Linked DNA regions of Danio rerio: region 2 is linked to region 1. The links are chromatin contacts, called in public HiChIP or PLAC-seq maps. All regions are on one chromosome and are shown on one strand. The core of a region is the stretch at or near the end of the contact, and the rest is flanking DNA. Distances in the headings are between cores, read along the strand shown. Region 1 holds the start of zdhhc23a (zDHHC palmitoyltransferase 23a). Region 2 holds the start of tia1l (cytotoxic granule-associated RNA binding protein 1, like).

Evidence for each region. HiChIP or PLAC-seq counts read pairs in DNA pulled down with a chosen protein or histone mark.
Region 2: an H3K4me3 HiChIP or PLAC-seq map of gastrula embryo shows a contact between it and region 1, with 7 times the contacts expected there. The contact joins the promoter of tia1l here to the promoter of zdhhc23a in region 1. A contact is called at or near these places in 1 of 18 Hi-C or Micro-C datasets (an unstated tissue) and 2 of 4 datasets of contacts at active chromatin or transcription factors (embryo and gastrula embryo).

Annotation. Positions count from the first base shown.
Region 1 is chr5:24,935,475-24,938,814 of GRCz12tu, forward strand. zdhhc23a (zDHHC palmitoyltransferase 23a) reads left to right here and starts at 1,618. Exons shown (of 10, transcript NM_001423837.1): 1 at 1,618-1,819; 2 at 1,915-2,115.
Region 2 is chr5:25,173,325-25,176,864 of GRCz12tu, forward strand. It overlaps tia1l (cytotoxic granule-associated RNA binding protein 1, like), which reads right to left and starts at 1,945. Exons shown (of 11, transcript NM_200182.2): 1 at 1,794-1,945; 2 at 992-1,088; 3 at 193-291. The coding sequence starts at 1,825.

The DNA.
Region 1 (3,340 bases), core at 368-2,867:
GGACAGCGGCAGTCCAGGCTCTGCAGTAGAAGCTAGTATTTTGTTTCGGGATGGGATTGGGAACTCCAGCATGTTCACATTCACGAGGGACCACTAGCTGTCCCATCACGCAGCACCTGCGGACCACACGAAGGAAACTTAAGATGGCTGACTTGCAAAAATCTCGCTGGATGAGCAGTAGCACACCTGGTCGACTGCTTGAGAAAAGCTGAAATTAAAGTGCCAATGGTTCTGGAAAGTCATTAGTAGGGCTGTCATTCTCATTCATATTGCCTGCCTTGTGTAAAAAGGTATACTGTAAAAAATACAGTATTCCGCACAATTCATTCATGTTGCGAAAACACAAAATATTTGAGTTAAGTTTATTGGTTTTGACAATTTAAAGTTGATTGAACATAAAGCAATTAGGTTGTTCCCAAAATATCTCAAGAATTGTGTTGTCTCAGCTCATTCTAAATATGTAGTTTAAACAAATGATTTACAATTAGTGAGAAGTGATTTAGTGGTTTCATTGGCAAGTGGTTTGTTGTGGTTCATAGAGAGGCTTTTAACTTAGGGGCCCTTTTAGGGAATACCACAAGTATTTAAAAGACTCATGAAATTTGTGTCAATACACACAGTTTGACTGTGCCAATGTGTCAGCAAGTGCGACAGCCAATGAACTTAATGTGTTTGAGATTACAAATAAACATGATGCAATGGTATGTTGGCATAGACACATTTAAATATGAGATGTAATTTTTATTTGTGAAGAATAACATCAGCAGGTAAATATGTACAGATACAATTGCTGCATGTTCTAAAGAAATATATACAGAGCTACCCCTTAACCAGGGGCAGACTTAGTGATTTAGGGGCCCTTAGCAATTTTTGAGAAAAAAAGGCCCTGTAATATTAAAAAGTCACCTACATTCTCACGGTAAAAAAATGCAGGGTTCCAAACAATTTCTTCATGTTGTCCCAACACAACTAATAACTTAATCGGTTTTACAAATTTAAGTGGATTCAACATAAAACATAGAAGTTGTCCCCAAAAACATCAAGAATTTAGTTGTTTCTGCTCATTTTAGTTAAGTAGTTTGAACAAACAACAAATATAATTTTTTGATGTTTGATGGGCAGCAAGTGAGTAAATAAACTGTGTACAAAATATGGGGTAGCCTAAACTTTAAGATCTATGTACAGTCGATCATTTTCAAATATTTTACAGTCAATTAATCAGTCAATCAATTTAACAATAAACATGTTAAAACAAAATAAAAACTTCACTGAAGGGTCAATTTCCATGACTGTTTTAAATTTGATATAACACATAATACATATAGACTATATTTAAATGGATATTTCCATTAAACTAAAATCTGCCTTTCGTTTCTTTTGCATGCAATAGCCTATAGCAATCAATAAGAAAACACCCATACTTCTCAAAAACGTATAAAATGTAACCCTAAAACAATAGAAGAGGTTAAAATCTGAGGTGACAAGGCTTCTGTGTGTGACCCTGGTTTGGCCCGCGGGTTATGCCCGGTATGCGGGCTGCTTTCTCTCCTCGTCGCTTCACGTTGTCGCTGTCACGGTAACACCTGCCAACTTCCTTTCTCAACGCCGCCACCAGCCCTAATCGGTAACAACGCTCGTAAACAGATCCTTCTCGCGCGCCTGAGAGAGATGAGAGGAGCGAGAGAGCGCAGAGTATCTATCACTGCCTTCCGGACAGTCCCGAGACTCTTCACCAGCGGCACCTCACAGTCTGATAAACCCGACAAGGACGCACTTTTCTGTTGGCTGGAGGGATTGCTGAGGAGGAAACTCATGAGATGTATGGTTTTCAATATATTTTGCTAACATTTATGACCTTAAATGAAACGAAAGGGAATTTTGAAAGCGTTTCTGACGGAAGTATTTATTTGACAGGAAAATTTAACTGGATCAAGAGGACAACTTAAGATAGAGTACTTGAGAAGGATGGCTTTTTGATACCTAATTTAAAAAAGCTGGAGTGACTTATTCCTTGACTAAAAACGCTTCACCGATTATGGACTAACGACAACCCAACAGAAACAGAGGAAGAACTTCCTGTGGGATGCAGTTCCATCTGAGCCTGGGAAACCATAGGTAACAAAAACTTATGTTAATATTATTTTGATAAAGGTTTTAAACGTAACTAAGTCTGATAAGTCCTCCTCAGATATTAAAACAATCCTATGCATGGTTAATTTTAAATCACCTCACACTCAAAGGCAAACCTTTTGTTTGCTCCTGGGAACAAATGTAATTTGGAACATGTCAAACACATGCCGCTCAATTATTTCCTCCATCCAGCAACTGTGATGGAGAGTGGCCTCTCAGGAAAAAGTTTTTTGATGCCCCAATTATGTGAGCCACGTGGGACATCAGATGGCCTTAATTCAAAGAGACAAAGAGCAGATTCAGATGTTAATATAACACTACATGCAAATCATAATACTTGAATGTGCTTTCCAGCATGTCTGTGCCAGTGTCAGATCTCATGAGGAGGTAGACAGGGGCTGGGTCAGATGTGCTGTTGCTCTGTGACCTGAAACTACACTGTAAAAAAATCTTGACTTCATTTTTTTTTGTTGTTGAATCAAACGTACATTTTTTTTTGTTGTTGAATCAAACGTAGATTTATAGTCATCTCAACTTATATCAGCTAAACCAATTTAAAAGATTAAGTTAAACTTTGCATAACATGTAAATAACTTGCAAAGATGTAGTTGAAGTCTGGTTAACTTATTAAAATAAGTTAAAGTAACTTTTTTATTTTATGCTTATTGTGAACACTCAATTGAGTGCAATCATACAACATTTCAAGGTACATTTGAATCTCAATATGTGACCTTAAGTGATATACAATTTACGTACATTCCTGTCAGGTGTACTAACAATACATAGTACTCAAATTTTGTTAAATTATAAAAGCAATAGCATAAAAAACAAACAAACAAAAACAGAAGAAAAAATTATAAAAGTAAAGCACTATTGTGTGAACGCATGTCAATATATATTTCCTTCCAGAATAATCTCAAATGACCATCTTCATATACATGGGGATTACAAACAACACAATATGAATATATATAACCATATACATATAAACAACACATTAGCATATATTTATCTATCAGTTGAGCATATTCTATTTGTTTATTGCAACAAAGTCAGGTCTTATAACTAAAATATATTCAACCCATTTCCTCCATTTACCCAGGAGTGTATCCTTCTTTAAGTTGACTACAGACGTGTTTTTTTTTTTTTTATTGAGTTAAAGTATCTTAAAAAGATTTGTAGTCATGATTTTTTTTTGTCTTATGGTTTT
Region 2 (3,540 bases), core at 695-3,194, 240 kb after region 1:
TGCTGATGACATGCATTTTTAAAAAAAGAGGATGTGATGCACAGGTTAAAAGCAACGTACCTTTGTGTTACCACTATAAATGTGCCATCTAATTTCAGCCAGTGTATTTAGTTAGCTCTGATAGCACATTTAGCAAGTTGCTTCATTTCAAACCATATTCAGTCTACTCAGTTTTTTTTTTAATAATCTTACCTTTCCTAAGATCTTCCTGCCATTCATGGCAGCCAGAGCTGCAGCAGCATGTCTGTTCTCATAGAACTCCACAAAGCAGTATGGGTCATTTCCAGTTGTCTGGAGAAAAAAAAAATAATAATTTGCCAAAACGCTGTTAAGGACATCCAAGATTCTCACTCTTTTTTTAAAATAAATTAATCATCATGACCTTAGGGTGATAGCTCATCTAAAATAAAACATGATGTTCATTTAATCATTAATCTAAGATGCTGACTAATTTTTTAGAAGAAAATTTTGGATTTTTTTTTTTTTATGACTGCAAATCATAATGAACTCCCACATGAGCTGATTCAATTTGTTTGCGAAGGTGAGGAAGTTTGCACGTTTTTTCTTAGTATAAAATGATAGTTACTTCTGCTTGCTCTGGACAATGACACCTATATGTTTGCATGTCCAATATCAATAAGATATTTTATTGATTACCAAAGTATGACATTACACAACAAAGCAATAAATAAAAATTACTTTACATTTAATTTAGGGTAAATATCCCATGTAGTTTGTGATCAAAGTATGTAATTGGTTTTAAAATCATTTTGATGAGACCATTTTATAACCTAAAATAAATTAACTTTATACATTTATAAAAATAAAAATCACAGACACTAAGTTAGCCAGGAACATGGTAAGAAGCGTGAGTGTTTAAGGTTCTCCTCGTTTTCAGGATTTATGCAGCCCAGAGAAACCCCATTTGTAGAAGAATCCAGGTTTTAAATGACAGTGGGATCCTTGTATCTCGGATATTCTTTTAACTCACATCAAGGATCATTTTACAGCTCTTGCAGGGGCCGATCTGAGAGAACACTTGCAGGATGAGGGCCTCCGTAACATCCCTGGAGAGGTTCCCGACATACCTAAAAACAGGAGAGCACAGGGAAAACTGAGAAACACGGTCACCGCGTTGAGTTTTTCTTCCATCCCTCACGCCAGCAGTGCATTCCGCGGGGTTTCATTTCTGCCACGTTTTCAGCGCAAGAGAGCGAGCAGCTAACACAATTCAACAGCTCCAACGCTATTTCATGACAGAAAATACACGTACAAACACACATAGTCTTACTTATTACAGTCTTTCAACAGCAGAAAGCATAAGAGGGGCCCTAAGAGGGATATAACAGTAGAATTTTAAGTGTTTTACGGTTAGTAGTTAGCTATTTGGGTAACGAAAACCGTGCGCTACAAACGGAACTTGTAGCTAAAGCCTCTGTAGCAAGTTAGCTACGTTATTCGGGATGCGAACTGATTAGTTCACCCATGTGGATATAACCGGATAAATGAATAGTGGGTTGAGGCAAACACCGTATTTTTCACCGCCACCCATGCTAGGCTCGGTTCCGCTGCTCCAGTTTGGTGTTGTTTAACCGGCTTGTGCAGTAGATACTGAAATGGACGCACATATCGCACTTCGCATATAACAAAAAGAGTCATTTACGGGCTCGTGCTCGAGTTGCTTATGTGAAGTTTGGCGTACTGTGCTTGCGACCTCTGCGCCGCTTAAACAAACGTGTTTAAACACGAGTTTGGCTTCGTAAAGCGGCCGACTAAACTGCAGCAGCACTTACAACGTCCTCGGCTGGTCCTCGTCCATCATCATCGTGCTGGTGGGAAAAGGTCGACGCTTTGTTTAAAACCTGCCCTGTTTTTAACGTTTGAATAGGTATAGCCTCTAAGGTTTTAACTTGTTAGTTAACGCGAATTTACTGGAATAACTTCCTCTGACGTTACTCGTGAAACGTCATCAAATGACGTTGCCAGAGTTCCTCTTCAGCGCCTGACTGTTCTTGGCGGCAGAGATCGACTACTGCCCCCTATCAGATCAAACGTTGAACCCCTGGTTGAACCCGACACACCAGCTCCCAAATTTTTAAGTGAATCGGTTCTTTCGACTCTTTTGCATTATAACTTGATTTGTGTTCTTTAAAGCATTGCCATTTTAACTCTTTATTGGCAATGACCTCACGAAAACGCTGAGCTTTAATTCTAAGTTATCCTACAGCTTTTTATCCGAATTGTACTTTACTGGTTTAAGACACCTGCACACAATGTGAATTAATTCTGTTTTCCGATCTATGTAAACATTTTACAATGGTGGGCATCACGGTGGCGCAATGGGTAACATAAAGGTTGCTGGTTCGAGCATCGGCTGGGTCACTTGGCATTTCTGTGTGGAGTTTGCACGTTCTCCCCGTGTTCGTGTGGGTTTCCCCCAAAGTCCAAAGACATGTGGGTGAAATTATGTATATGTATATCATGTATAGGTGAATTGGGTAAGTAAAATTGTCTGTAGTGTATGTGTATGAATGAGAGTGTATGGATGTTTCCCAGTGATGGGTTACAGCTGGAAAGGCATCCACTGCGTAAAACATATGCTGCATAAGTTGGCGGTTCATTCTGCTGTGGCGACTTAATAAAGGGACAAAGTTGAAGAGAAAATGAACAAATTTCCAATGGCTCCTAACGAAACCTTTTTTTCCCCAATGCATATAGCTGTCAAGAAAGACACTGGTTTAGTTTCGAACATGTCAATATAGAGCCTATTTCATTGTTTAGAGATAAACATAGACCACTTTTGAAAGCGTATAATATTTTGAATGTAGATGTAATTGGTATCAGTGCAGTCTGATGTTGTCCTATAGCTCGATGATAAAATTTTAAGAATTATTCATTAATGTTGTGTTGATTCTGGACAAATTATTCATTTTTTTTTCTGTGTGTAAAAGAGTCTTTATTTGTCTTAATTCTTTCCAGTACTGCAGTGTTTGTAAACTAAACATGAAAATGAAATTTGCTGAGTTGATAAGAGACATGATTTAGTAAAAGAGGGTTAAAATACTATATTGTTTTCTATAGTTTACTCCCATTTTATAATGTGAATTCATGAATGCCATTATAAACGTAAAGTTGTTTATTAATAATAAAGATAAAAGTTTCATAAAGTCATATGAAAACATTTGCATTTGCAGTGTTTATTGTGAAATGATATATAAGGATCTACATTAAACTGCAGTACATATACATTCTTAGTTTGATTTCTGTGTGAAACAGATTTGAATGTAACAGTATCTCCACATGTGCCCATATGCTTTCTGCAGTATAAACAAGACACAAATGAAAGGCAAACGTGAACTTTTTGAGAAACAGAGGAGGGTGACAGAATTTGATTACCCGTTTGCTGCCTCGTCTGATTAACCCTTGTGTATGTTCATAGCACAATACTTTCAAGAATATATACAAGTGCAGATGTGCTTGATTTATTTATTTTTTAAGTACCATTCATACAAGTAGATGTTGGGGCGTTGTAATTGCAAG